Regions from separate parts of the Mus musculus genome. Here regions 1, 2, 3, 5, 6 and 7 are each linked to region 4. The links are chromatin contacts, called in public ChIA-PET, HiChIP or PLAC-seq and promoter capture Hi-C maps. All regions are on one chromosome and are shown on one strand. Each heading gives the region's core, a stretch centred on a gene start, on an enhancer-like site or on the middle of the called end of the contact. The rest is flanking DNA. Distances are from core to core; before and after follow the strand shown.

Region 1 (3,717 bases), core at 96-2,595, 900 kb after region 4:
CTGTCAAGCAAGATTGAATGAAATGAAAATGCTTCTACACCACAAAGGAAGCAACAGATCGAAGAGACCGCCTACAGAACAGGGTGAAAACAAAACTAAGCTTAAGGCACAGTTTATGAAATCATAGAGACTTGAAGGAAGTGGAGCCAGAGAGGAGGAAGGTGGTGGGGGGTGAGGGCGGCACACCACTAGGTGGCGCCTGTTTCTTCCGGAATAAGTAGGATTTGCTCTCAGCCTGGAATCTCAGGAATTAAGGGGTAGCCCTGTAGCGAAGTCCATGCAAGTGACATAGATCATGTCATACTTAGTGCTGAGCCCAAGAAGTCATTAGGTCCACGCGGCTGCCTAGACTATCACAGATCTGCATTACTGTAGTATGTATGATAAAGTTGTATCATGTCCATACTTCACTCCAGCCTCATTTCTCCAAGCCGAGTCACTCCATAGAGACTATCAAGCTTTGGGTCCCAGGCTGTTAAGGTGTGGGAAGGGAATGGAGGCTTTATCAGTCTTCCAGCTGGGTGGCTTTAGGTGACACAGGTCCTCTGGCTCTTCCATGGGGTGCAAGGCCTGGCTCAGGCGCCCACTGTAGGTCAACCCATGGCAGAAGATTTGTTTGCAATCAGACAGTTCAGTTCCCATGCCTCACATGAATAAGAAGGTGGCGCACCCGGAACATTTCATAGTACCTAGGCTTAGGTTTAAGATATGACCTTTGTGATCACTAGGTCTTTGGCGTTCTAACGCTTGGAGTAATAATTTGGGTATTTTATCATAAAAATTACCCTTTCTCAAAGCCCTTCCTCTATAGATTTGTCTATTTGCCCTGAAGTCTTTCTTGTTCCTGTGGTCTGTAGTGAAGGTGCAAAATTTTGGTGACTGTGGGCTGCGTGTTCGAATTCTGCAGGGGTGATCGCGGCTCGCTTTAACTTCCTCTCGCTGAAGGAAGCAATTTTTCCACTCACAGATTTCCTGGATTTAGTGAGAGATTTTGTATGGTAAGCACCTAAATGCCAGGGGGCGTCCGTGAGGGTAAACCCACAGTGGAAAAACTGCTTTTGGGGGCAACTCTGGATCAATCAACCAGAACCACTCTCCTCCCTGTGACCTTGTATTCCAAATCTTGTCTCCCGCCTCGCCTGGGTTTTCATAAACGGCTTAAAAAAAATCCCAGAAGACAAAAACGAAACCGACAAAATACCCTGGCCCGCAGATGTGTAAACTACAAGGGGTCGGGCTGGAGAGAAAGTCACCCAGAATGTGCATCCAGTTCCAGCCAGCTTCGGGGGTGGAGCGCCAACAAGCTGCGGAGGAGGAGCGGCGGGCGGGGGCGCGAGCACGAGCAGACACAGGCGCGCCACCGCTGCCGTCGCTGCCGCCGCCGCAGCCCTTGGCTCCCCCGGCTGGAAACCTTGGCGATCGAACTGCTGCCTCCACCTCTGCGCCGCTTGCCGCCCCTCCCGCAGTCCCGCGGCTTTCGAGGGAGCGCTGCGGGGACTCGGGACCGCCGGGGAAACCTGTGACCCCGCGCAGGAGCGGCGGGGCGGGGGACCGGGAGAAGATGGCGACGCCGGGAAGCGAACCCCAAGCTTTCGCGCCCGCTCTCTCGGTAACCGCCCTGCACCCGCATCTCCACCAGCACCACCAACACCACCAACACCACCAGCACCACGGAGGCACCGGCGGCACCGGCTTCAACCTGCCCTTGAACCGTGGTTTGGAGCGCGCGCTGGAGGAGGCGGCCAACTCTGGGGGCTTGAACCTGAGCGCCAGGAAGCTGAAGGAGTTTCCCAGGACTACGGCCCCGGGACATGACCTCTCGGACACGGTTCGGGCAGGTGAGACAAGGCCGGGGCTGGCCACGCGTGTGCGAGCCGGGCTGTCGCTCCTTCCCGCCGGGCCCGAATGTGTTACTAGATTGGCTCGGCAGGAGCGGGTTCTGCAACGAGCACGGTGGTTGTAGCGGGCACGGTGGTCCTCCTGGCCCCGGCGACCTGCGACCGTGGTGCAGGAGCGCAGGGATGCGCCTAGGAGCTGTTCCTGGCGCGCGGGAAGTGGGGGCATCTCGGGCGACCGCGAGCAAGTCCAGAACACGAACCAAGTCGTGGACCTCTACATGGAAGCATTCTGCGTCCTGGTGGGTGGGGAAGGCCAGACAAAGGTGGCCGGCCGTCGGCTAGCCCTGTCCTCTCCGCGTAGTGTCGGGGCCCCGGCCTCCGCGCCGCGCGACCGTGGCTTGCTGCAGCCAGAGAGGCGGTGCCAACCTTGGTTCTGCGCCTGTGCGAGCAGAGGCTGGTGTCTGGCTCTCCGCCCACACATTTTGGTTCCCTCCACCGGGGCTCCCCGGTTCTCACTAACCCCGGTCTTTGCGGGGGCCCTGGAGGGGAAGCGTGGCATAGTAAATGAAAAGTAATTAAAGTGAGCCTGTTTGCCAGTGTGAGCCCGGCAAGTTGTAACCCGCGCCACAGAGCAGCCTGCTTCTTCAAGTTGTGTCATGTGTTGACATATTTTGGAGATGTCTGCTTTCCCTTTAGTAGTCGGAGTTGTGGGAGTGGACCCATAAACAGGAAGGAGGGTGGTGGAAGAGGGTTGGGGCCTTGGGAATCCGTGCAGATCTGACTTAAGTTTCCGACCATATCCTGTTCTGTTCTTTGCGGGACGATTTGTACCCCAGCGAGCGCCTAGCGTTTCCCAGGGCAGTGGGTGCCCCACTTTTGTGCCATTGCCTAGACCTCACGACTGTCGTTGTCTCTTCCGACTTGCATCAGGTCTCTTAGGCTTCTGAATGGCTTGGCTTTCAGATGGGGTCCTTCAGCTACTTATAAAGGAAGACTAGGGGGCGGGGCAGGGGAGCCAGCTGTGGCTTTCGGAGGCTAGGTTTCTGGTTAATTCCATAAACATTTAATCAGGAGACCAATTGAAAATTTAGATGGAGTTCTGAGTCCATTGGAGGCTAGAAGCACTCCTCTGGAGTCATTAAACGGTGATATTTGGGTTTAAGGATTGTCAGGAATGGGTAAGCAGAGGGGAAATTCCAGAACTCAGTTTTCAACAGCTGGAGAGGCTCTTGATAGGACCTCATAGTTACAGCTTCTCAAGTAGAAGTTATTCTAAGAGTCGCCTGAATCATTAACCTTAAAAAGTCACCCCATGTTTTCCTTCCCATCTGCCATAGTTAGAATGGCTGTGTACTGCAGAATGGAGAATCAGAATGCCCCATGCTAACGTGTTCGCGCTATTCAGTAGCAGGCTTAGAGTTATTCCAACACTTCAGTATTACTCATGATTCCTCCCAAGGTTGGGTAGAGTTGGCATGTGTGCTGTGCTGGCATGTCTTTGAGAATACCATTGCTTTAAAAGTAGTGGAGGGAGGTGTTCATCTTTCAGTTACCGCCTCTGTGAGTTGACACTGTGTGGAAAGGGTCCTTCCTTCCTGTTCTCTCTGTGTGCGGTGGGGTGTGCAGGTGTCCAGGCATTAGGAGTGTTACATATATTTTAATGCTCCTAAAATCCTTAAGTAGTCAAAAGTAAGAGGCTTCATGCTAATTCTCCACCCTAAAACAGTTACTATTTTGGAGCAGCAGCGGCAAAAGAATGTCAGCTACGTTTGTGGGCACTTAAGGCAATACCATAAAGAAAACAAAAGCAAAAACAAAAACAGTAGCTGAAGAGTCTGTTGTTTTATGTAAAAGTTTCAACATTCACATGTGTTAAGGA
Region 2 (4,041 bases), core at 1,345-3,844, 670 kb after region 4:
GACCCGGGCTCTGAAGCTGAGGAAAACCTATTTTAACTCACTACCTGGGTCGCTTCCAACTTCTGTCCTCCCATTCACAGCTAAAGCATCCTTTCATTTGTAAAAAGTCTTTTTTACAATTATATCTGGCAATTACTGTATAATTGTAGGTGTATGTACTCAGGTGTACAAATTAATTTATTCCTGACTGTCAGTCACAGCACACTAAAAATGTGAAGGCCACTCGACTGAAGTCATTCTTAATGCCTAAGACTAAGAACTATTCCAAGATTTTAAAGGGAAAGATCATGTTGTGTGGGTCTGTACATTCACTGTACACACCAAATACAATCACATGCACAGGACAGAGCTCGTGTGGTGATGACAGAAGAGTCTCTAATAAAAGCCATCACACCATGGCTGCACTTCAGGGGAAGTTTCAACCATCTAAGCTCTACTTCAGATGTTAGACACGCACACACTATAGTTTGTTGTTTGTTCTAGGGCTTTCTCTGGATTCCAACCATTGATAGAGCACTCATTCAGTCTTCGAAAATTTAAAAAAAAAAATCACATACACGAGTGAATAAACCTGTTGTCAAATATGCCAGTATTCACCTGGTGGGATTGCGAAAAGCTCAATTCCAAGAGAGGGTGGGTGCATTAGCTGTTGTTATTATTAGGGTGATAACTGAAATTCTTCCTCACCGCCCCTCCCCCAATGGGGCTTGCAATATCTTACGAGATGGGGCCATTGTGAAACTGATGGGAAGACGAATGCAATGATGGAAATTGACACACAGAAAACAACAGGAAGAGTGAGTGGTGAAGACCGGAAGCTGAGTCAGAAGGAAGCTGAGGAAAACAGCAGGAGATGCCGTCCGTCCGTCTGTCTGTCTGGGAGCACCTCCACTTCAACAGCTAGAGCAAGATTCCCCTAGGTGATGGAGACCTGGTCAGGAGGCAGTGTCTCAGCACTTCAGAAAACCTTCAGTGTTTTGATGTTAGAAGTGCACTGTCATCTAGCAAAACAGGAACCCTTGCAGCTAGCAGAGTCGGCTGACAAATCAGTTATATATTTTGATGGACTCTAAATTCGACTTTTATTTTTGCGTTGCTCAGTACACGAACTGAGTCATCTTATTTCACTGGGTATCTGTGAAGTGGGAAACACCCCCCCTCCACCCCCCTATCAAAAAAAATTCCCGGGGAGAAAATTTACATTAATCTAAACAGTATCATCCTGCTATAACATCTACCATTAGTCATAAAGTCCAATGACTTTATAAAGCTTTTCAGCTCTTCTCAAACATGAGCTAAATGAGGAAATCTCTTAATTTTCTGATTTAGCTTTATTTTGAGATTTGATTGGTACATCCCCTATATGTGCAGAGGGGCCTGCAGTCCTCAGGTGAAAAAAAAAAAAAAAAAAGGAAAAGGCGACTTGAGAATTTTCTAAGAATACAGAGTGATTAAGTAATGTTCCTAACATGTGTACTTGCGTTCACTTCATAAACAAAGGCCTATCTGGGGAATTCAGCTTATGTAAGGATTGCTGGGTAGTATGCCTGTAACTGCATTTAAAATACAATGATGGACTGGTGTCATTTATTTCTGAAGTCTACAGTTACCGTATCATTTCTTATATTTCCCGAAGCCGTTGTCCATTTGGCGCTGTGAGGCTCAAATGAAGACTGGAGCCTTGGAAAAGGAGGGGAGCAAGCTCTGAGGACAATGACTGCCACGTGTCCCCTCAGAGCAGTCGCCACAAGGACTCAGGGAGCATGAAAGTAGGAAGTGAAATCGGAGGCCTTCCTGTTATGTAACGAATTCATTAAAAAAAAAAAAAAAAGTGACAACTATTCATTCCAGTCAATATCTTCAGCAGCCCTGTGCGCCGGCGGAGAGAGGGAACTCCGCTCTATATGTGCGACAGGACAGGGGGGAAAATATTAAGAAGATGCAACGCTGACCTGAAGGCAAAGCCTTAGGCAAACTTCAGTCAGTGGAGGAAGCAAGCTGAGGACCTGCCTTTCCAAGAGGCCCTTGAAAAGTCAGACAATTCAGGGGGAAGATCATTGAAGAAACAGCGAGAAAGAGTGAAACAGCATGGAACTTTCTGGTGGCTTGCGGTCTAGCGCGGCGCCCAGAACCAGAACGTGGGTTGGTAAGACGTGGGAGGGGGAGGGGAGAGGTTCAACAAGAAGGAAGTGGCATGAAAGAAGGCTGAGGAAGTGGGCTGAGGCAAATGCGTGAAGGCACCAAAAATTCTTAGCAAAACTGTTAATGAATCATCCCACCGTTACATGAAATGTGCCAAGGAACCTATTTATGAATATCAAACTCCTTTGGGGTGTCTGGCGATTTTTTTCCTTTCTCTGTCTTGAACACCTGTACACACACACTCTCTCTGTCTCTGCTCTCTCTCTTCTCCTTCACACACACACACACACACACACACACACACACACATTAGGCTTTTCGATGTGTCTCCAGGATGATAGCTTCTCCCAGCATGCTCCACGGAAGGCGGACCCTGCAGCCAGCACAGTCCCGGGGCACCCGAAATCCAGACCAACTCCTGCCCCACCCTGACCCTTGTGCCCTTGGACCTTAGGTAACTTCAGCTCACTCCCGATAGCTCAAGGCACTGGAGAGGATTCCAGGAAGTCATGTGGTTACACAAACTAAGCACTTAAAAGTAACCGCATTGGTGGCAGTCGGCTCTCCAGCTTTACACATTCCATATCCACAAACTCGATTAAGTTCAGATGAAACATTCTAAAAAAAAAGAGTTGGACGTGCACAGCCAGAATACACACTAACATTTTCCTTCTTACCACTCCGCCCCCCCCCTCCGCCCCCCAGGTCGATACAGTACAGGGTTCTACATTTGAGCGGCCTGAGCATGCGCATCTCTGAGGCCCTGCACAGGTCCCCTTCCTGTTCTAGTTTAAACACACGCGCGGGCCACCCTTCTCCAAACGGTTCTGAGGTAGAAGTATCAATCAGGTTAAAACACTGGGATCCTTTTTAATCTAACAGTCCTGACTGTTGCAAGGTACAACATACAAAGGAGACGAAGTTTAAAACACTCCTGCCAGACAGGGACTGCTAACGAAATGTCATCAGAGACCACTGCAAACTGCCACCGTAGAACCTGAGGTCCGGAAGAGCCCTCCCTCCCTCGTGCTGCTACCATGAGTAAGACGCTGTGCTCTGTAGGCAGGCATGGCAGGTGGATGCTTCAGCAAGCCAAACGTGGTTGGCACTAACTCTGCCATATTCAGTGTTATTCCTTCCCAAATGTAAGGGGGAAATGTTGACAAGCCTTCACAGCATTTTTTTTTAAATTACATTCTTATTACTATCTCTGATGAAAATCTTTGGAGTACGTTTTTTTTCCCCCTAGTATTTTCTGGACCTTAAGCCTCTCCTCCGGAGACCCCACTGTTTTTTGGGTTAGTTTTACTTTTTGCCTTGAAACCAGCCAGGCAGATGAGTACTGCAAGTAAAGAAAGATTAATGGCCAGACACCAAAACTTCCAGAAATTCACTCTTCATAGAAAAAAGTGGTGAATTCCATTTAAATTTAGCTATGCAGACATCCTTTTTTAAAAAGTTCATTTAATAGAAGCCAATTACAGTAAATTCTTGGTAAATTTGACCTCAAGGTGTGTGTTGACAAGTCATCACTTTTTTTTTCTTTTTCTTGTTTTGGTTTTTTGTTGTTGTTGTTGTTTGTTTGTTTGTTTGTCTTGCTTCTGATTTTGGTTTTAAGTTGTCCTGCTAGAGTGGTTTCCAACAGTTAGAAACACAGGTTTTCACCATGTGTGCAGGACAGTGTATATGTAACATCAGTCCTGGGCTTGACTGACAGTTCTAAATGAATACAAGCTGAGAGATGGTACAATACTTCGAGGCTATATGCTTCAGTCGCTTAAAAGAATTCCCTGTGTAGACAGGACCTTTCCTCCAAAATGTAGAGACATTCATTTGCATGGCCTTCAGCCTTAACAAATAATCCAGACAGCCCTACAAGAAGTAGCAGAAGCCAGCAAC
Region 3 (4,282 bases), core at 753-3,252, 710 kb after region 4:
AAGCCACTTTTGCACAAGCCACTAACAGAACAAAAGCAGTGTGGTTCATTCTGGCTTGCAGTGCTTCTGCCAAATGGCAGATCTGAGGGGACACTTAAACTGGTACCGAACTGTACACCAGGTGAAATAGAACCTTAAAGCCAAAGCGGGAACACCCTCCCTTCCAAGAGATAAACAGGATGAAGGAAGACAAGGAGGAGGAGGAGGAGGAAGGAAGGAAGGAAGGAAGGAAGGAAGGAAGGAAGGAAGGAAGGAGAAGGTGAGGTAGCCGTACTTTCAAAAATAACAAATTAAATACAAGAAGTGCTAAAGTAATCAGAACTGAGTGGAATGTAGGCTTTCACAATTTTATCCCATGCTTCTGTCATTCCCATGGAAAATGTGTAAGGTATGGTAGAATAGCTGACATGGGCGTAGAAGACTTATCAAACCAGGGATTTAATTTTCATTACTATTTCATTTCTCTAAATGGTTGGAACTATAGTTACAGCAATAGTTATAGAAAACAAAATACTGACAACTGCTGAGGTTACATATTAAACTGCCCTGGGTCTGGCATGGTAGTTGCCAAAAGAAACCTGCAAAGAATGACAAAGCATTTTTTTTTAATTAACAAATGCACTTGCCTTGATTTTTGACTATGCAAAGCTAAGCATACATTTGAAACACATCTGTCATTGAAACTGAATTCCAGTAGGTCTCAGCTTTTAAGAATAGACTGCCCACACCTTTATCCTTAAGAATAGAAACATTTCTGCTGTTTACAAAATAATGAACAATATACATTACTTGAGACAAACGTGGCCACCAGATTTGCCTTTCTGTCTGCTTCCTGTCTTTCAGGGAAACCAAGCAATGTAAAACAAACACAGACGAAAGTGAAATAAAATCCCTGGTTTGGAAAGGGTACCTAGTAAACAACAAAGTAATCTACATAACAAAACCACCAACCAACACACCACAGGACAACAGTTGTACAGCATTACCCAGATTCATCTTTAATTATTTTCCCATTGGTTCAAAATATATGCTTGCTCTTAGGAGAAAAAGGAAGACTTGGTTAGTAAACGAATCTAGAAGTCTCTGATTTCCCAAGGTGCTATTGAAATTCCCACACCCTTATTTAAGAAGAGAAACACTTAAGGGAGGTGACTGGAAGGAAGTGCCCCTTACTTGAATTCTCAGTTGGATTTTCCCGTCTCTGTAATAGGTTCTTTCCAGTTTTCGTTCTCAAATCTCCAGAGAAGCAAGCACATACAGGCAAACAAGCGCGGTATATCTACCACTGAACATGGAGACAGCACCAACACCGGTAATCACAGCCAACCACCGTGACAGTGAGACCTGGGTGTCCTTTTAAAGAGCTTTGGAACCACTCACTGCCTTACAGCTCTCGGTTCCCACACAGTTCCACTTCCACCAAGAACTTTAAAAACAGAAAGACAAACCAGGTTGCACCCAAGAGACAAGAAGGAAAACAGAACGTGCGATTTGGAGACAAGGGTTTTACTGCAAAATGAGTAACGGTGGCCAGCTGCCCAAAAGTGTAGCCGTATTAGAAAATGCCAACCCAGTCTCCAGACACCGGTGTCAAGTCATGGAGAAAAGTAAGTAAATAATAGTGGCCACTGTTTTAAGAGTAAGAATAGTAATAACGATTGTCACCACAGCCTTCCGTACAGCTACACGTGGAGCCACTCCTCCCGGCTCCACCACTTCAGCCTCCGGGCATCCTGCGCTGCCCGCAGCAGAATTAGGGGCCACTGGCCTAAGGTGGCGAAATCAGTGGGTGGATCGAGTGGGCGGGGCAGATGGGCGGGGCTCAATGCCCCGCCCCTAGTTCCCGACGTGCCCAACCCTCGTGCGCCTGCGCTTCTTACCGGGCTAGCTGGGGGGGGGGGGTGTGCGGGTGCGGGGGGGTGGGGAAGTGTTGGGGGGCGGGGACTAGTTGGTGGTCCTTACTATGAGCGTAATTCGGCTGTAGCAGGGCTTGGGGATGCTGCTAAAGGAGCTGCGTCCAGCACAAACATGGAATTAGACCTAACTGGAGACCTCGCTAGACAGTCACTGGCAGCCAGGACTCAGGGATAAAGGAGATGGACGTGGGAAATCTGGTCTGTGTGCTTGAAGGCAGGGTCCGTAGGAGCTGGACACTTGGGGACTGGGGGGTGGTGATGGGGTCTCCCCACCAACTAGAAAAGGAAACTTGTGGCGGGCGGGCACGCGCTACCAGCCGACAAATCAGGAGCGAGCGCTGGCCTGCAGTTACCTTTCGCGGGTAAACCGCTCTTCTGCACCGCACCAGGGTTCCCTGCCTGCCGGGCATTCCGCGGAGCTGCACTGTGCCAGGCACTTTTGAGGTTGCCCTGAAAACAAAGACTTATTTTGGGCGGTGGGGCGTGGGGGGGGGGGCGGAGGACAGCTGGTGTCCTTATTTCCCTATTCTCTGGGATTCCCCGCCATCCTGGAACATCTCATTGTATTAAAAAGCCTGTCTTATTTTGGAGTTGCATAATTATGGACAAATTAAGTCAGCTGAGAGTTAAAACAAGCCATCGCCATACAAGAAAACCGTTTGTGTATGGTTAGATACTGTGGGATTTCAGAGGCCTTTACCTTCTTTTTTTTTTTTTTTTCCAAAATCCCTTCTAAGTCTATACTGATAATATTTGGGAGGTAGTGAATGAAATGCCAATGCCTATATTGCAGGGAGAGAGGTCACCATTTACTGACTGAAAATAGCGTTGGCTGGTTGAATTTCATACTCACACGGGAAATGTTAGCAAGGTCTAGATTAATAATAGAATATGTTTTATCTATATTAATTATTAATCTAAATTTTTAAAAGAAACCACCCTTCCCCGTGTAGCCCAGGCTGACCCTCCTGTCTCAGGCTTTCAAGTGTTGGGCTTACAAATGTATTTCCCAACTTCTAATTTTAAGCAAATTGGAAAGCAGGGGGATTTGGCTCAGTGATATGGCCTTGCATGAGACCAGAGTTTCAATATCCAGTACAGAAAGAAAACGTTAAACTTTTTGAATGCCTCTCTGTCTTTCTTAAGCTCCATGCTTAAGCCTGTATTAAAAATATGCCATTTTAAAAGTACTTCAAAAATAAATTTTAAATGATTTTTTTTACTCTTTCCCCCCCCCCCCTCCTTACAATGCTAGCCTGCTTAAACTCAGTATCATAGCAACTCAGAATGGTTTCCGTAAGGATATTTTCTAAGTGATAACCACTTCTTTTCAGTAACGATTCGTTCTCAGGAAGTTCAGTTCTCACTTAACCAGCAGCTATGAAAAAGAGCATTTATCGCTCACTCAAAACCCAGCAGCATCCACTACTTCTGCGAAGACCCTTACCTCCAAAGCTCCCTAAAGTACCTTTATTAAAAAAGAAAGTTCGTATAGTACATACAGGTATGTACAGATATGTGTATTAACCTTGGTGTGTTTTTTTTCCATAGAAATCCCTTGCTTTACTTAATTTACAATCTCAGTAAAGACAGTTACTAATAGCCATACGGAAAAATGTTTATCATAAGGTGACAACAACCAAGAATCAGTTCTATAGGTGTGCTCATTGATTGATCCTCATTCGTGGACTTGTCAAATATGAGTTTACTTACTGCTAAAATCCCCAAATCAATAGTTCTTCTGTTCATGGGAACGTGTGTTTAGATAAGCGAAAATACAAGTTCCACAACACGCATGAACCCAGTACACACCTGGATGACGCAGGATTGACTCTGCCTTCCTGTTTCAGCTCCTGTAATATAAACACGTGTTCCTTTCCTGGTCTACTTAATTCCATGGTTCTTTGAATTTTTTGTGCCCCCTCTTTTTTATCTGTTGGTTTATGATATCCATAAGTGTATTGTTGAAGCTCAGTCTAAACAAGAGAAAGCTGTAATGTGCTTAGCAGAGAACATCATGTCAGACGAACTTCCTTGATGTGTGCAGTATGCTTGGCTGTGAGGTCTATAGTAACAAACCAATGATATATTCTATATATTAGGAAAGTATATTTCATCATATCTATTCAAATAGTATGTCCTTAAATGCAGACCATAGAACCACACGATTATATGTGGATTGGTTGATGAAAATGTTGAGAACAGAGTCTTAAAGGAACCTGACCTTATAATTTTCCCTAGAAGTTCAGTGTAGGGTACTTGAGCATTTGCTAAGTCTAAACAAATAATGAAGATTGACTGTGTTTATTAAGCACACTGTAGGAACTGGTGATGAAATAGTCAACAAAACCAGACCTTGCTCATCA
Region 4 (3,794 bases), core at 1,145-3,644:
CACTGAAACATCCTATTGCATGTAATATGAAATGGACTTGAACTACCGTGGGGCAGAGACCACACTCATTCTACGTGAGTTTATCCCAGGCCAGTGTCAAACTACTTACACACATGACCCTGAGCACTCTAGCAAGCCAGCTAATCTCATCTTCAAGCCCCTTTCATGTTCAAGGCTCTACTCTCCCACAGGATAAAGATCTCACAATCTACAAGGCCTGCCACCTGCAGATGGCAAAGAATCACTGCTGCACTCCCTGTCTTGACACTACTAATTTAAAGATACTTACACATTTCTCCATCTCTAAGCCATCCTTAAAGAAAATCATGAATGGAGTCACACCATCTTCACGGTAGTCCAGGAGAGCAACCATACCATCTGGATTCATGTTTTCACCAATAAAAAACTTAAGAAACACGTAACAAAAACCTACAATTAGACTATCTTATACACACAAATATAAAATCAAACTATAAAAAGCAGATCCAGAATAACCCCTGGCCAAAATTTGGCAAGAAAAACCCCTAGTTCTCAAAAATAACACATATGCTAGCCATGTTGGCACACACCTTTAATCCCAGCAATTAAGAGGCACTGGCAGGTAGACCTCTGGGTTCAAGGCTAGTCTGGTCTACAGATAACAGTCTCAATGAAAAGAAAGCAATGCCTATCATTTTAATACCAGCTCCTTGCCTGGTGTGGTGCTACACAAAATGGGCTGAGACTTTCATCTCAGAAGGCTGAGGTAACTGGGTCTAAGGGTGTTCCAGGACAGCCAGAGCCATGTACGAGACAGCAAACAGACTTTTTCGGATCCCACAGTTATTATACAACCCTTTGGTCCATTTACCTGGTAGTTATTGAAATTAGCAAGGATGTGCTTAATCTGCTCTGCAGCTCCAGTCATAAAAGGCTTTACTCTTTCTGGTTTCTGCTCTTCAAGTTTGCCTTTGAGTCTAAAACAGTAAAGTAACAGGTCATCAAAATACTGAATAATCTTTCAGTAAAGTAAGAATATAAGCTCCAATAGGTAATGTCTTCTAGCAAAATGATAGTTTACTAGGTGACAAGAAACCATTTAAAAGAATGTAATTCCTATATTACCTTTAAAGTAACTTTCTACCGGCTTGCTCACATTATTGAAAATCAACCTTCACTGTATAACAAAAGACCCTCCTTTCTTAAGCCCTTCCTACCTAAGCAACCAACTTCTTCTAGGAAGCTGACCACCAAAACGGGGTGTTTATGTCACTTACGATTTCATGTAGTCTTTGATGTACTTTTTGTAAGCCTCTTTTGTGAAGCTGGTTTCTTGTAAGTGATGGTTCATGACAATGTCAACACCGGTGACTACTGTGCTTTCGGTACCTTCGCCCTCCGGACCTTCAGCGGAAGCATTTCCACCGATGAGCGAGTCATCGATGGCACCCTCTGTTCTACTGACCATCTACATTTAGAAGAAAACAAAACAAAACAAAAAGACAATACAACTTAGTCGAAGGGGCAAAAAAAAAAAAAAAAAAAGAAAAAAAGAGAAAAAAAAAAAAAGGTCCGGCAACGATCAGTCAGCTCCCTGAAACATCTTAACCTCCCCCCAAATAGTCGCTGCCCGGACTGAGAGAGGTGGTCACTCTCATCAAGCGGAACCAAGTTGCTGTGGCCTCTCTCGAGTCGCCACGGGTTAAGCGCGCACAGCGCAAACCTGTCTTATAGACAATATGTCCCCGTTCGCCCGGAAAGAGGATGGCGCTGAGTTCGCGGACCTATTTCCAGGCTCGGCTCCGCCTCCACTTTTCTAGAAAAACCCAAGGTCCGCAAGAGCGTCTCCTCCGCCTGGAGGCGGCAGCGAGGATTGCACGAGTTCCAGCGGCCTCCCCGCGGCGCCCAGCCCAGCCCGGCCCGGCTCGGCCGACCCGGCAGGCAGGCGGCCAGCCTCCCCGCGCGCGGCGCCCCGCTCACCTTGCCCTCCACCTCCAGGCACAGCCCGTCCGCGATCTCCCGGATCTTGTAGATGTCGGAGAACAGCTCGTCATCTGAAAGCGAACAGAGAGAGCCGCCCGTGAGCGAGCGAAGGCCCGCCATTTCCCGCGCCGGGCTCGGCGCACGCGGCGGCTCCCGGCCCAAGCTCTGCGCTCGTGTCCCCGGCCTCCCCGGTGCCCACCCGCACCCAGGCCCGCGGGCGCCGGGACTTACGGCTGATGAGGTCCCGGTAGATGATCATGGTGACGGCTGGGGACGGCGGCGCTAGCCTGACAGCGCGGAAGCGAGCGCGGTGCAGCCGGAGCGGCGCGCGGGGGGAGGGGGGAGCGGGCGGAAAAGGCCGACGCGGGCGCTCCCCAACCTCATATAGAGGGCACGCTCGGCTACGTCACCGTCCGCGGCTCCCCCGGAACTGTCGTCAGCGGTGACGTGAACGCAGGGCGGTGCGGGGGCGTGGCTACGCCCGGCCGGCCCCGGGAGGGCATCCGGGGACTCTGCTGGGACACAATGCGGAGTGCCCCTGGGTGCGCGGGGCAACGGGGGCGGTGTGCGGATAGTGCGCCCGGGGCATGCTGGGACGGGAAGGGACTTGCGGCCGACCGATGGCCGGACGCTTGAGTCGCCGCCCGGGCGTGGCCAGGGTGTGACTGCGCCCCGCCTCCCGCCACGCCGCTTCAGTTCCCACCCCTTTCTCGGAAAGAAAATGTCAGCAGAATCGGATGACTGTTGTCGGGCGCGCCGCTGAGCCTGCGGGGACTACGGGGATGGCGCCGGGCTGGTGTCCCGGGTCTCCGACCTCCGGTCCTTGGCTGCCCACAGACTGCACCGGTTTTGCTCGCGGAGGGAGATGTCCTGGGGACTGGTCCTCTAGTGGGTTCCGAAAGTGAAAGCCTGCGGTGGGTCTGGCCGGACAGCTCTTCGCTGGCCTGTTCTGCTCTTGGTCGCAAACGGTGTCCTTTGTTAGGACAGTTCTGTATTGTCACTTTTATCCCTTTTATTCCTGGCGATGCAGGACTAAACAGACCCAAAATAAGGAGCTTCCCACTTGCCCGGGTCACTTGAAGGGCTTTCGCATCCACCACGAAGTACAACATACAACTTCCGAGACCCACCGTTCAGGTAAACATGTATGGCAGGATGAAATCACAGTTTCTTCCCTTCCAGATTTGGTTATAGTCCGTTGTAACCCTAGTGTTGCAATTTTCTCGCTTAAGAAGGACATAGCCAGCCCTGCCTGCCCTCGGACAGAAGGTTAGGTTAGTATGTCAAAGGAGAAGGCAGTTCACACTAACAAAGTGTTACAAGCACAGAGTAAACCATTCAGGAATAAAACTCTAGCCAAAGAGCAGAAGAAAAACCGTCCACTTAAGATGCGGTGGTCTGCTGCTTTCCTAGATACTCTAAAGGACACGGGGTAACAGTAAAAAAGTGAAGGACATCAGAAAACGTAGACATAGAACCGAGGGGCTATGACTTAGCAGTCTCAAAACTCAGTTATTTCTGAGTTATGTGAATCTTATTTGCACATCCCAGGTATTCATTTTCAAATTATTCAAAAATGCTCATTTACATAGATCCCCAAACATATTCTTTTTGGATTTTTCTGTTATTTTCTCCAGTTTTATGCCCAAATGTATTTTTTTAACATCATTAAAAATTTTTTTTTGTTTTTGTTTTTTCGAGACAGGGTTTCTCTGTATAGTCCTGGCTGTCCTGGAACTCACTTTATAGACCAGACTGGCCTTGAACTCAGAAATCCGCCTGCCTCTGCCTCCCAAGTGCTGGGATTAAAGATGTGCACCACCACCGTCCGG
Region 5 (4,004 bases), core at 927-3,426, 610 kb before region 4:
AACAATGTGTGAATTAAAAGACAGGCTAAGGGGGTGGGAAAGATGGCTCAGCAGTAGTGAGCACTGGTTGCTTTTTCAGAGGACTTCGGTTTAATTCCCAGCATCCACACGGCAGCTCACATCTGCCTATAACTACAATTCCAGGGGGGCAGGACCCACACAAACATACACGGGGGCAAGGCCAAAATGCACATAAAATAAATAAATAAATTAGTTAATAAAGATAGGCTACAGGCCTTTCTCTCACGTGGCACAAATCTTAACAGCACCCTGAATCTACCCTCTCTGTAAAGAAAAGGTTTCGAGAGTTCATGGGGGTAGTTGCTCCTCGAACATCTTGTGGAAAAGCTTTATGGATAGAGGCTTGAACATATCTGTATCACGCAGTGATTTGCATTGAACACGTGGAAGGAGTAACTTAAAAACCCACTTGCATGCTCAAAAAGCTGAAAGGAGAAATTTAATTTCTCTTTATAAACTCATTTATATTAGGCTTTTATTTCTTTTAAACAAACAAAAAAATGTTTTTAACCTTTATTTGTGTTTGTATTTGAAGGTCAGAGGGCAACTTCCAGGCACTGTCTCTCCTACCATGTGTGTGCTCCAGGGATCGAACTCGGGTCTTCAGGCTTGCTGGCAGGCGCCGTAAGCCACTGTGCTCTCACCAGGCTAGGAGTTTCTTAAAATGACAGACACTTATAATTTTCAAATTGGGAGCAAGGGAAAACTGAAGTCAGAGCAGAGAAAATTCACGCGGTAAGATCCCTGGGAAGCAGAGGCACAAGCCAGGCGATGTTAAAGCCTCAGATCCCTGAGGCAATGTGCCACCTCCTAGGACTGCTCAACTGTGTGAACTGAGCTACCAAAGCCATGAGTGCTAAATCAAACTCACCTTAGATTCATTCAGAAAAACTTTTCATTAAAGCCTGTTAAACAGGGATGGGTGTTTAGAAAAATCACCCATCGTTATTTGGTGCGTTGTACTGAGACGTCAGAATGACGTGGGAAAGACCTCACATCTGCACAGGATGAGTGGTGAGCATTTAAAAAAAAGGAGTGGGGGGCAAAACTCTTGACTCACAGAGAAAAGTAATAATAATAATAATAATAAAAATCAATCCAGGATACAAATCTGGTTCTCTGAAAACCTGAAGGTGATACCCAAAGTGGAGCCAATAATAGCACCTAGCTTTCCACTGGAAATTTCAGTTTAAATGTATATGAACCCATTCATTTTTAGTAGAGTTCCCAAGCTACACAATTCAGGGGACACAATCTTTGCAGTGACCTGACCTTTTCAGCTGAGTGGGGAGAGGACAATCTAAACCGGAAGCTGATGTACCACCCACCTAATCCACCTACTAGGGCAGGGCGCTGACCCGATTGGAAAGGGATGCTAATTAGAAAATGTGCATACATTAGAAAATGTGCATACATTGTATCGGCTAGATCCCCAACATCCAGGAAGGGATTGCTAGTTGTTATTAGCACATACGGGATACGGGAAGTGGGAACCAAGCAGTGTTTTAAAACTACATTATCTCCACAGGACTGTTATTATGATCGTTTAAAGTACTGATGAAAAAATAAGTCTGATAGTATTACAATCACATTTTCCATGGGGGAAAATAAGCCAAGCTTATTTGCCACTGACAGAACGCTCAGATGGTGAACTTCATATTTGGGGAAGTATCCACTTATGATGTTTCCGTTACAAGTACTTAGGGAAAAGTTACTGCTTTTAGGATTAGAAATTTTAGGAAACATGTAATAAGCTATTTTGCACGGAAGTTTTCTTCAGCGCAAAAATAAACACATCTCTAACTTTATCAAGAAGAAAAAAAAAATACTTCAAAGTTGTCAAGCAAGCTGGAGAGGCCCAGGGTCCTGTTAACCAATTCTAGAGATCATCTTTTCCCAAAATAAACTTGCCAGTGCCTGAGCGCGGCAGAGTACTAGACTCCAGCCTGCTCTGTGCTCTGCAGGGGGCACCCCGCAGGCGCTGTTATTACTTGGAATAGTTTGTGCTCTAGATATGTATTTTGGCATTCGTCAGTTGTGAGGGGTGGCCCACACATTAAACTCACAACTGTCACAAAACATCCCCACTGGGTAAGACAATTCAAGCAAGAAGAACAACAAAGACCTACAATGTAGATGATTTCAAAACCATGACTCACTCCTAATGACTGCCAAGAGGCTGGAATGATACATTTATCCCAAAGGCTACATAAATGTGAGACTACCAACGGTTTATCGCACAGTTTCCTAGCAAGAAGGCCCTCCTATAATATAAAGGCGCCAAAGAGTTAAGTTTAGGAACACTACAAAGGTAAGAGCTGATGACGCTGCCCAGTACTCCCCACTTCTGCAGGAACAATCAAAAGGCCTCTCTCACCCCGGGGGGGGGGGTGGGGGGGGTGGGGGGGGCAGGAGTGGCGCCCTGCAAACAGAAATGAGGCAGTGAGAGGCATGGACAGAATCTAGGCAGGTTTGTGGCATTCCCAAGCTCCCCCTGAATGCACAAGGCTTTTCAGGAACAGCCATCCCAGTTTCCTGTTCCCACACTGCCGCCAAGCCCGCCAAGCCTACTCTGGGCACTTCCCCACAAGTCCACTTTCTTCAGCTTTCGAACACATGAAAAATGGAAAAGTGCCAATCCCTTTCTTGAGGTGCCACCAAGCCTGAAAGGGAAAACATTCAGATCACACACACACACACACACACACACACACACACACACACACACAAAGCATGCACACACTTAAAAAACAACAACAACAAAAACCCACTGATACTGCTTTTATCACTAACTAGAGAAATGAAGGAGCTTAGGGGAGTCACGGCTCTGGTTACTTCCATTTTAAAAGAGAATTCTTTCAAGCTGGAGAGATGGCCCAATGGTGAAGAGCACTTGCTGTCCTTGGAGACAACCCAGTTCCCAGCACCCACAGGGGCAGTTCACAACCACCTGTCACTCCAGGCCCTAGGGATCTGAAGCCCTCTTCTGGACTCCACAAGTTAACTACATATTCATGGTGTACATATAGACAAGCGCTCTCTCTCTCTCTCTCTCTCTCTCTCTCTCTCTCTCACACACACACACACACACACACTTTTAAACTACCTTCAAGCTAAGTGTATTAGATATATTAGATACAATGAGAAGCAATGATAAGACCGACAACATCATGGGCCTCAGGAAGTCGGGCAGTACACAGAATATGTACTTTTAAATAGAGAAAAATCCCAACGGAGGAGCCCATCCACAAAGGATGGGGGTTAAGGAGAACTGGATGGTACATATGATGACAAACCAAAGGTACTTCTAACATGAGGAAATGTAGCTGAGCTCTAAAAGGGGAGTAGGGGACCTCCCAGTCACAGAAATCCCCTATGACAAGAGGGAGTAAGACATCGTGTCTTAAGCAAGCCAGCTGGAAGGCCAAATCATGGGGCTTGTCATTGTACAAAAATAAACACTTTTTTAAAATTGGGTTTAAGCAGGAGGCAGGCATGAAGAGCAAAGGCCATGGGAGCGGCTGAGGCAGGGTGATGCCCATCCGGGGTAGAGGCTGATGAGAAAAGACACTGAGAGAAGAGGTGTGAAGATCAGCTAAGCTTAGAGACCTCGGACAGAGGGGGAAACAGTCTCTCAACACCCGGTGCTGGGAACAACTGGGTGGGATACAGCAGGAAGAGAAGAACCGCAAGAAAAGAAGAAAACCCTGCTCACTCGCCTCACTTTTCCGTTCCAAATAGATCACAGACGTCAATGTAAACTCAACCGTTAAAACTTTATTGAAAGCAATACAGGGGGCTGTGGAGATTAGTTTTTTCTTGTTGTTATTGATTTTTGTTTTGTATAATAACTACCAAACTCATGGCATATTAGAGAGGCACAGCTCATTAAAATGAAACCTTTCTCTTCTCCCAGGCACCACTGGGTGAATGAAAGGTCAAGCCATGAAAGGAAGGCCATCTGGTAAGGACCCGGCGTTGGA
Region 6 (4,049 bases), core at 1,059-3,558, 830 kb after region 4:
GTGACAAGGGAAACTATTCAAATTAATCTGTTGCGTTATGTGTGTGCATTCAGATGAACCCGGGCATGGGCCGGTAGGCTGCTGTCACTCTTTAACCTTTGACTTAGCTTCCTACCATCAAAAGAAGTTCTTTCTACTTGAATACTTGCCTATCACTCCTACAGACTCCTGCCTGTGTGAAAACAAACAAACAAGGGGGCTGGAGAAATGGTTCAGTAGTTAAGAGCATGTGTTGTTCTTGCAGAGGTCACAAGTTCAAGTCCTGGCACCCACCTGGTGGCGCACAGTCATCTATCGCTGGAGGATCTGAGGCCTTCTTGTGATCTCCTTAGGCACCAGACACACACATGGTACACAGACATACATGCAGACAAAACACGAATACATAAAATAAAATAAATCTAATTTTAAAATCATGCAAGATTACAGAACGAAACTCATCGTGTCTAAGCCTTCGTTCTGTAAAACTCAAATTCCATCAACGTTCCTCGTACCCCTTCCTCAACTCTATACAGATTCTGAAGAAATGAATGAGAAGACACAGTTCCTTTTTGTTGTTATTGTCGGTTTTTTTTTTTTTTTTTTTTTTTTTTTTTTTTTTTTTTTGATACAGGGTTTCTCTGCATAGCCCTGGCTGTCCTGGAACTCACGTTGTAGACCAGGCTGGCCTCGAACTCAGAAATCCGCCTGCCTCTGCCTCCCAAGTGCTGGGATTAAAGGTGTGCACCACCACTGCAGGCAACACAGTTCCTATTATCTAATAATAAAAGATTTTGAGGAGCAGGGTCAGGTGGCACGGCAAAGAGGAACTGAGAGCTGGGGGTGGGGGGAATGAAGAAACAGACGTGCTTTGACCCTTGCCACACGGAATTATGAAAAGACCAAGCTTGCATGGAGCATCTGCTGGCCACTGCAGACAGGAGCTGTGGCCACAGTGCTGGTCACTTTCTTGTAAAGGCCACACGTAAGGCTTTCCCAGGATACCTCTGTCCCTTCAGTTCATTAATCTTTCTAACTCTCAGGGGAACGGAACCTGTGTTCTCCCCTCTCACCAAGGGAACTGGGGTCATGGAGGTGCCTTGACGACTATTTGGACTTGGGACTTGTCTAAGAAATCCCAAGTTTACTAACTGGGCCCCAAACCTTTGCTCTCTCGAACCACAACTTCAACTGAAGATCTAGCACTTGGCAGTGTAACTTGCCATAGGGGCACCTCCAGAATACATGGGGAGGTATATTGTTTTGTTTGCTTGGTTTTGGTTTGTTTGATTTTGTTTTCTGAGCCTTCGTTCTCATTTAGAGTAATATCCCTTTTCAAGCATTCTCTCTTCCACGGGCAAATCCCTCACCGGGTCAGGGAATTGCTTCAATTCCAGGTCAGCAGGTAGACGGACTTCAGGTGGAGTGTGCTTGCTTACATTGGCGAAACGTTTTTCAGCTACCTTGACAAGTCCAGGGCAGTTGGATATGAGGATGGGGTTCTCAAGGTTCATGCCTTTGAGGAACTGAGAAGAGCCAGGGGACCGCCTGGGTTCGTCTCTGTCCTGCCGCAATGAGGATGCCTGGCTACCTCTCCTGGCCCTTGTTTTGTAAAGTCACACCGCAAAAGTCCTCTTCTCTCCAGAGACAACTTCCCACAGCTCCCAAGCAACCATGACACTGTCCTGAGCGCCTCCAGGAACATGGGTCACCCTAAGTCATCTCTCCCTAGCCCAGGGCTTCTCATCTGCACTGTGCCTTGCTTCCTGCAGGCAGGCCAGTAGGGCTCGCCAGCGCTGCTTCAGGACACCTTCAGGGGTCACTGCCTTGAGGACAGGCAGCTAGGACAGGGATGCAGCCAGGACGCTGCGGGGACGCCAGTTATCTTTGCTTCCCTCCGCCCGCGACACTCGTGATCTGAAAAGCTCGGGGAAAGCGAAGCCTGAGACTGCGAGAACGCGGAGACACGGGGACGCGCTCCCGAGTGGGCGCCTTTAGACCCACGCCTCACGGACACACTCTGCCCTCGGACGCCACCGACCCGCCAACCCTGGGTGTAATAAACACGAAAAACAAACTTGGCACAAATGAGCTCCCCGCCCCCAACTCCCAAGCTGCGGCTCCCCCCACCTCCCAACTCGGATGTGTAGGAGCTCAAGTCAGAGAACCTCGCGGGGACCGCGACTTACCTACGCCTCCTGGCCGTTTTATCCACCAAATAGCCACCTTGCCCCGTGGCAGCGACAGGTTCGGATCACCTCCTCCGTGTGCCAACAGCTCCGAGGTTCTGATGGTGCAGAGAGAAGCTGCCAACGAATACAGAAAGTTTTCACCAATAGAAACCGAAGTTCTCTCGACTTCGAACGTGCAACTGCCCTCAGCTCCTCTAGGTGGCGCACGGTGCTCTTTGGGGAAAGAACTGGGACTCTTAATCCTGCACACAGCTCCAGCATCCCAAGTCATCTCTGCTAAAATTGGGAAATGGATCCCTGCTTCGCCTACAGGGCTCCGTTCTCAAAACCTACTTCCATCGCTTTTGACGGTCCCTTGGTTTTGTTCATTGACTTGTCCAGGTCGTGGAGCAAATACAATGATATTTTGGATTATTTGTTTAACATCTCTGAAACACCTTCAGTCCCTGGGGCATCCTAGTTTGGATGGTTTAAACTTAACTAGTTGTTGCCTCTTCGGAGTAAGTTAGAAAACAATAAGACAAAGTCAGCTGAATACTAGCTGTCCATCATTGTCTTCCCCTTCCCGTGTGGCCGGTTTACTTGGGGGTTACACTGGGTTAGACCTGGAAAGATCCTGAGTTATCTGACCACCCTCTGGGAAAACCTGACATTAAAAGGTCAGAAAGAGGAGCTGGTGTGGAAGCAGAAGGATTGAAACTTTGATGCCAACAAAAGCTACATGGCAAGACTATTTCAAGACAAGTTAATAGACAAACAGTGCAAGTTAGTGCTAATGCTGTTGCTCGGCTGCTGAGCTTGCTTCCTTTTCTGTTTAAGTATCCTTGAAGCCACCCCTGATGGAAACAAATCATCTGTTTCAAAGCTAAGGGATATGTGGCTTACAGTGTTGTATAACTCATCTGAGGTCCCATAGCTAGATAGCACAGTCAGACTTGTTAAGGTAGGTGTATCTGGCAGGAGATCTTATATCCAATTTCTTTCTTTTTTTTTAAGATTTATTTATTTATTATATATAAGTACACTGTAGCTATCCTCAGATACTCCATAAGAGGGTGTCAGATCTCATTACGGATGGTTGTGAGCCACCATGTGGTTGTTGGGATTTGAACTCAGGACCTTCTCGACAGCCCTTATATCCAATTTCTATGAAGCATCAAATAAGCCGACAAATTATGAAAAGGGGACTATGTGAGAAACTTGATTCAGGAATATCTAAAAGGAGAGAAATCAGAGCACAGGACATGGAGAAAGAATCTTACAGTGAATGTCATGCTGAGCACATTAAAGTTTGAATCTGGGGCCTGGAGAGATGGCTCATCAGTTAAAAGCACTGACTGCTCTTTCAGAGGTCCTGAGTTCGAATCCCACAACCACATGGTGGCTCACAGCCATCTGTAATGAGATCTGATGTCCTCTTCTGGTGTGTCTGAAGACAGCTACAGTATATGAACTGGGCTTCCTTATATATAGTAAATAATAAAGAAATCTGAAAGTTTGAATCTGAGATGTCCCCTACAGGTTTTGTTTGTTTGTTTTTAAGATTGTTCCCCAATAGCTGGTGATATTTTGGGAGACCCTGGAACCTTTAGGAGTAGAGCTGAGCTGGTGGAAGTAGGTCACTAAAAGTGGGACTTTCATGTTTATAGCCCAGCCCCAATCCCACAACTTTCTGCTTCCTGCTCTGCTCCTATGTGAACAAGACTTTGCCTCCACCACCCACTCCAACAGATGGATGGAACCTGCCATTCTGACCTCCCACGATTGAAATCCATCTGTACTGGCTAGTTTTGTGTCAACTTGACACAGCTGGAGTTATCACAGAAAAAGGAGCTTCAGTTGAGGAAATGCCTCCACGAGATCCAACTGTAAGGCATT
Region 7 (4,217 bases), core at 1,516-4,015, 630 kb before region 4:
CTAAAGTTAGTGTAAGGATAAGTTACAGGATTACAGTCTACTAAGGCAGTGGACCAATTACTCAAAAGCATATAATACCTAGCTAAAAGGAAAATGTTTACATTTTATAGTTATGAGATAAAGCTATCCATATATTTTAAGCACCTAGCCTCCGTATCTACACACCTGCCCACCACAAGGTTAAGAGTCCTGCTACTAGGGAAAGCTGGGAAGAGAGGCTCAAGTGTCCATGGTCCATGGTCAGGCAAAACGTAGCTCCTGCATAACGGCTGGTGGCTTCTCTATAGTGTGCGTGTAAGAGACAGTGCAGCCAGTGCAACACTGGGGGAAACACTCCCATGACTTGATAACTACTGCAGCCATGTGTAAAATCCACAGCAGAGCCAGTGTTGGGACATTACAGAGACCCAGAAAAGCAGAGGGCTGCCTTGAATCATCAGTACCTTAGCCACTGCTCTCTCAGCGCTCATGAAACCACAGATAGGATCTTAATCTTGGGCCAGTGAATTCTATGTATTACCTTTATTTTTTTAAAGAATTACTTATTTTATGTATGAGTACACTGTCACTGTCTTCAGACACAGCAGAAGAGGGCATCAGATCCCATTACAGATGGTTGTGAGCCACAATGTGGTTGCTGGGAATTGAACTCAGGACCTCTGGAAGAGCAGTCAGGGCTCTTAACCGCTGAGCCATCTCTCCAGCACCTATAAATTACATTAAGACTGGAAAAACATGCAAATAACTAATGGCAGGAACAACGTCAGTAGACAACTTGGCTACCGTACAGACTCACAAAACCACCACAGACCCGGAAGCAGGGAAGAGCGAAGCTTTGATGAACACTAATGTTCTGGTCCAGGAGACAGACGACTTACCCAATGCTGTGTCACCAGAACCACAAACTGCTTTGAACAGCCAAACTCAGTGTGAGCCACCCCCGTACTCCGTGTCATCTCCTCCAAACAAACTGTCTACACACGAGAGGCTCAAGGACTGCAGGAAAGACCCCTTAGCATACTTTAGATGAGACCTTACATCTACAGGACGCCTCTCCCAGCACCACGGTGTGTCACCTTGCCACAGTGGCCTGTGATAAATAAAACTCAAGACGTCACAGTGCCTTCCTCCCCTCAACCGATATGACAAAACCCCTGAGAGAAGGCAGGGCTGGCCTGCCACTGTGTGCTATTTAATTTTGCAGAAAGCAGCCATGTTCTATCACACTAGACTAGAGACCAGCACTTGGCATTATTAATAGGAAAACTAACGCAAATAAAGGAAAAAAAAAAAAAAAGCAAGATGGAATCAGGCAGCGTTTAACTGCCCAGGTGCATGCCCTTGCCAGGGCCTCTATCCCTTCCCTTCCACCCCTCACTGCTCCATCTTAGTCCTTAGTCTACGCAGTCACTGCTATCTAGAGGGTTTCCTGATAACAACCACACTACATTGTACCGTTTAAGACACCAGGAAAGCCTGGGATGAGGCTCAGAGAGCATTCCATCATAAAAGTTAAACTGTAAAGCTCTGCTATATAAAACAGTTAACATTTAACAGAAAAACTTTGATTTCTGCATAACCACGAGCTTGCTCTGCACGGAACCAAAGGGAACCTACAAACATACAAGCCTGCCACCTTGTGGAACACATGCAGAATTACAACCTCCGAGCTAAATGTACTAAAATATACTAGATATTAAAAAACAGTAATCAAGATAACATATCCATTCTAAAACATTAAATATTAGTGGAGAGGTCCACTAGCATTCATTCAACTGGTTGTTATTAATGTTTTATTTAGTGAAATCATTTGGAATCAAAACTAAAGTTTCTCTTTAGACATGAGCAGAATTGCTCCCGTAGATAGTGGAATAAACTTGGGGTCTCATCCCCTCTTAGTTACAATAGCCACCACCTATGCTTAATGAACACAACACGGCAACTCCACTGCCCACCAACAGCACCACTGGACCAATTTTACCCTATGAAGGAGAATTCCTATACAATCTTTACTATTTCATAATTAGACTGCAATGAGTCCAAACTCTCAGAAGAATCTACTCATTACTTCTTGATAACAAACTGCCACAAAAGAGCCTGGTCTAAAATAGCGAATAAAAGACAGAAAAAACCATTGACTTTTTCCGAGTACCTGCTGCAGTCATGGATTTTTCAGAAAGCAGTAGCCTTTGGGGAAACACAGCCTCCTTTGACGCTGAGGGTTAGCCGTGGCTCTTGTGAGAACATGGGCTGCCAGGTTACAGAAACTCCTTGTGAATGTGGCTCAGTGCGATCCACAGAGCTTCCGATGGCCCTGGGTCTGGTCCTTTCCGGGTTCCTATAACAGTCTGCGTGTCCACCTTGGGGAGGAAATAATCCTACGGCCTAAGGGACTGACAAACTCTTAGAACAGTGCTAATGTACTTCCTGCTTCCAAGGATTTAGTTATTAAACCTGGACAGGATGGACAAAAGCTACAGAGACAAAAATGGAGAATCTGTTCCAAACGTCTTTTTTTTCAGATAAGGATTCCATCTTTTGGCGAAGTGTTTTCCTTTGTTCTGTTTTGTTCTTCACAAACAACAAAACAAAACTTGTAGGCGAGAAGCAGGGAGATCATTACTTTTTTTTTCTGCTCTACAATTCCATCTGAAGGAAACTGGAAAACTGACTATCTCCAAATCTCCAGAGAAAGGCTTCTCTCTCCCGTTGTGAGCCAGCATTCCTCAGGATGAGTCAGCATTCCTCATGCTGAGTCAGAGTCTCCCCCCACCTTCCTGTCCGGCCCTTCAGCCCCTCAGCCCCTCAGCACCAATGGCATACAATGGTATATCTGTGTCTCTTTCCCTCTTACCCACACACACACAGCAAACATCTAAGCACCGGGTCTTAAGAACGAAAACATGAGGAGCCACAGTTACCCTCCGAGTATGGTATTAATAATTCAAAATGGTTTAAGCTCTGGTATCAAAGTTAAGAGCTAACTGTGCTATTCAACTCAATTTCTTTTCTCTCTTTCTCTTTCTCTTTCTCTTTCTCTTTCTCTCTCTCTCTCTCTCTCTCTCTCTCTCTCTCTCTCTCTCTCTCTCCCTCCCTCCCTCCCTCCCTCCCTCCCTCCCTCCCTCCCTTCCTTCCTTCCTTTCTTTCTTTCTAAAGTCTTACTCTGGGTGTGGTAGCACACACCTTTAGTCAAAGTGCTAGGGGTTTAGAGGCAGGTGGAGCTCTGTAATTTGAGGCCAGCCTGGTCTACATAGCAAGGAGAGCTAGACAGTGAGAGAGCCTGCCTTTAACAAAAAAAGGGGGGGAGGGGAGAAAGGGAGGGAGGGAGAGGAGGAGGAAAGAGGGAGGGAAGGTCTCACTGGATGGCACTTGCTGGTTGGGAACTCTATGGAGAACAAACTGTTCACATCTCCCTATCCCCCTGCCCCTGCTTCCAAGCTGCTGGACTTGCTCATGACCTTGTACCGTCACGCTAGGCTTTAGAAAGAATCTCATGTAATTTATCTGCCAACTGAAGCAAAAGACTCCTCTTGTCACCATCGCCATCCAGTCCTCCAAGTATTTTTAAAGTAGCTCTTAAGATTTCCTAACTAGGGCTGGCGAGATGGCTCAGTGGGTAAGAGCACTGACTGCTCTTCTGAAGATCCTGAGTTCAAATCTCAGCAACTACATGGTGGCTCACAACCACCCACAATAAGATCTGACACCCTCTTCTGGTGTGTCTGAAGACAGCTACAGTGTACTTATGTATAATAATAAATAATAAGTCTTTGGGCCATAGCAACCAGAGCAAGTGGGGTTGACCTAAAATTTCAATTCCCAACAGCCATATGAAGGATCACAACCATTTATACAGCTACAGTGTACTCATATATATGAAATTGTAATATCCAAAATAAATTCAAGACTACCCAGTACCTTCCCCCTTCAAAAGGACTTTCCAAACTGTACTAGCAGGCCAAGTACAGAGTCAGATAAAAAAGCTGGCTGACTAAACAAATATAGAAACATAGTTTTAACGGTCAAAATTACTAAGCTTCCAAAACAAGATTAACAATTCCTTTGTCCCGCCTCATACTAAAAACCTCAAGGACAGACAAAATGAGAGTCACCCTCCACAAACCAACCAGTATCTAAAAAGGTTATTGGCTACACCAATTAAAATAAGCCAGACTAAACTGGTGCCTATATCTGGCCCTTACAGAGTTATAAAAAGT

What was found. Promoter capture Hi-C pulls out the DNA fragments that hold promoters and counts their contacts. ChIA-PET counts read pairs in DNA pulled down with a chosen protein or histone mark. HiChIP or PLAC-seq counts read pairs in DNA pulled down with a chosen protein or histone mark.
Region 1: an RNA polymerase II ChIA-PET map of memory CD8 T cells shows a contact between it and region 4, with 91 read pairs. The contact joins the promoter of Lrch1 here to the promoter of Tpt1 in region 4. A contact is called at or near these places in 3 of 115 datasets of contacts at active chromatin or transcription factors (embryonic stem cells, memory CD8 T cells and thymic regulatory T cells) and 1 of 9 other capture datasets (liver).
Region 2: a contact with region 4 is called in an RNA polymerase II ChIA-PET map of memory CD8 T cells, with 169 read pairs. The contact joins the enhancer-like site here to the promoter of Tpt1 in region 4. A contact is called at or near these places in 8 of 484 Hi-C or Micro-C datasets (B cells, CD4 T cells, CD8 T cells and 5 more) and 4 of 115 datasets of contacts at active chromatin or transcription factors (Th17 cells, bone marrow-derived macrophages, memory CD8 T cells and 1 more).
Region 3: an RNA polymerase II ChIA-PET map of memory CD8 T cells shows a contact between it and region 4, with 11 read pairs. The contact joins the promoter of Lrrc63 here to the promoter of Tpt1 in region 4.
Region 5: a promoter capture Hi-C map of cranial neural crest shows a contact between it and region 4. The contact joins the enhancer-like site here to the promoter of Tpt1 in region 4. A contact is called at or near these places in 7 of 39 promoter capture datasets (the 3T3-L1 cell line, cranial neural crest, hippocampal neurons and 3 more), 4 of 115 datasets of contacts at active chromatin or transcription factors (astrocytes, embryonic forebrain, extraembryonic endoderm stem cells and 1 more) and 2 of 9 other capture datasets (liver and pancreatic islet).
Region 6: an H3K27ac HiChIP or PLAC-seq map of microglia shows a contact between it and region 4, with 4 times the contacts expected there. The contact joins the promoter of Rubcnl here to the promoter of Tpt1 in region 4. A contact is called at or near these places in 1 of 39 promoter capture datasets (pre-B cells), 1 of 484 Hi-C or Micro-C datasets (B cells), 1 of 115 datasets of contacts at active chromatin or transcription factors (microglia) and 1 of 9 other capture datasets (liver).
Region 7: an H3K27ac HiChIP or PLAC-seq map of differentiating embryonic stem cells shows a contact between it and region 4, with 4 times the contacts expected there. The contact joins the enhancer-like site here to the promoter of Tpt1 in region 4. A contact is called at or near these places in 3 of 39 promoter capture datasets (embryonic stem cells, hippocampal neurons and pre-B cells), 1 of 484 Hi-C or Micro-C datasets (uterus), 9 of 115 datasets of contacts at active chromatin or transcription factors (astrocytes, differentiating embryonic stem cells, embryonic forebrain and 5 more) and 1 of 9 other capture datasets (liver).

What each region holds. Positions count from the first base shown.
Region 1 is chr14:74,945,505-74,949,221 of GRCm38.p6, reverse strand. It overlaps Lrch1 (leucine-rich repeats and calponin homology (CH) domain containing 1), which reads left to right and starts at 1,345. Exons shown (of 19, transcript NM_001252132.1): 1 at 1,345-1,838. The coding sequence starts at 1,562.
Region 2 is chr14:75,177,579-75,181,619 of GRCm38.p6, reverse strand. The region is part of intron 2 of Lcp1 (lymphocyte cytosolic protein 1); the gene reads right to left. Among named protein-coding and RNA genes, the nearest start is that of Gm15628, 42 kb to the right of the region's middle. Within about 2 kb of position 2,594, at least 161 of the 459 cell types and tissues checked have an H3K27ac peak or open chromatin away from gene starts, as enhancers often do. A contact at or near this core is called in B cells, CD8 T cells, LSK cells and 7 more, where this site is marked.
Region 3 is chr14:75,128,603-75,132,884 of GRCm38.p6, reverse strand. It overlaps Lrrc63 (leucine rich repeat containing 63), which reads left to right and starts at 2,002. Exons shown (of 10, transcript NM_027581.1): 1 at 2,002-2,114; 2 at 3,251-3,420. The coding sequence starts at 3,297. It also overlaps a transcript of Lcp1 not described here.
Region 4 is chr14:75,843,856-75,847,649 of GRCm38.p6, reverse strand. Tpt1 (tumor protein, translationally-controlled 1) reads right to left here and starts at 2,394. Exons shown (of 6, transcript NM_009429.3): 1 at 2,194-2,394; 2 at 1,960-2,033; 3 at 1,257-1,447; 4 at 851-956; 5 at 290-406. The coding sequence starts at 2,221. It overlaps Gm4285 (predicted gene 4285), which reads left to right and starts at 2,686. Exons shown (of 3, transcript NR_045294.1): 1 at 2,686-2,876; 2 at 2,993-3,099; 3 at 3,668-3,794.
Region 5 is chr14:76,453,448-76,457,451 of GRCm38.p6, reverse strand. All of the region lies in intron 1 of Tsc22d1 (TSC22 domain family, member 1), which reads right to left. Among named protein-coding and RNA genes, the nearest start is that of Tsc22d1, 40 kb to the right of the region's middle. Within about 2 kb of position 2,176, at least 21 of the 459 cell types and tissues checked have an H3K27ac peak or open chromatin away from gene starts, as enhancers often do.
Region 6 is chr14:75,014,286-75,018,334 of GRCm38.p6, reverse strand. It overlaps Rubcnl (RUN and cysteine rich domain containing beclin 1 interacting protein like), which reads right to left and starts at 2,308. Exons shown (of 14, transcript NM_198642.2): 1 at 2,169-2,308.
Region 7 is chr14:76,477,364-76,481,580 of GRCm38.p6, reverse strand. All of the region lies in intron 1 of Tsc22d1 (TSC22 domain family, member 1), which reads right to left. Among named protein-coding and RNA genes, the nearest start is that of 4930444M15Rik, 41 kb to the left of the region's middle. Within about 2 kb of position 2,765, at least 96 of the 459 cell types and tissues checked have an H3K27ac peak or open chromatin away from gene starts, as enhancers often do. A contact at or near this core is called in astrocytes, differentiating embryonic stem cells, embryonic stem cells and 4 more, where this site is marked.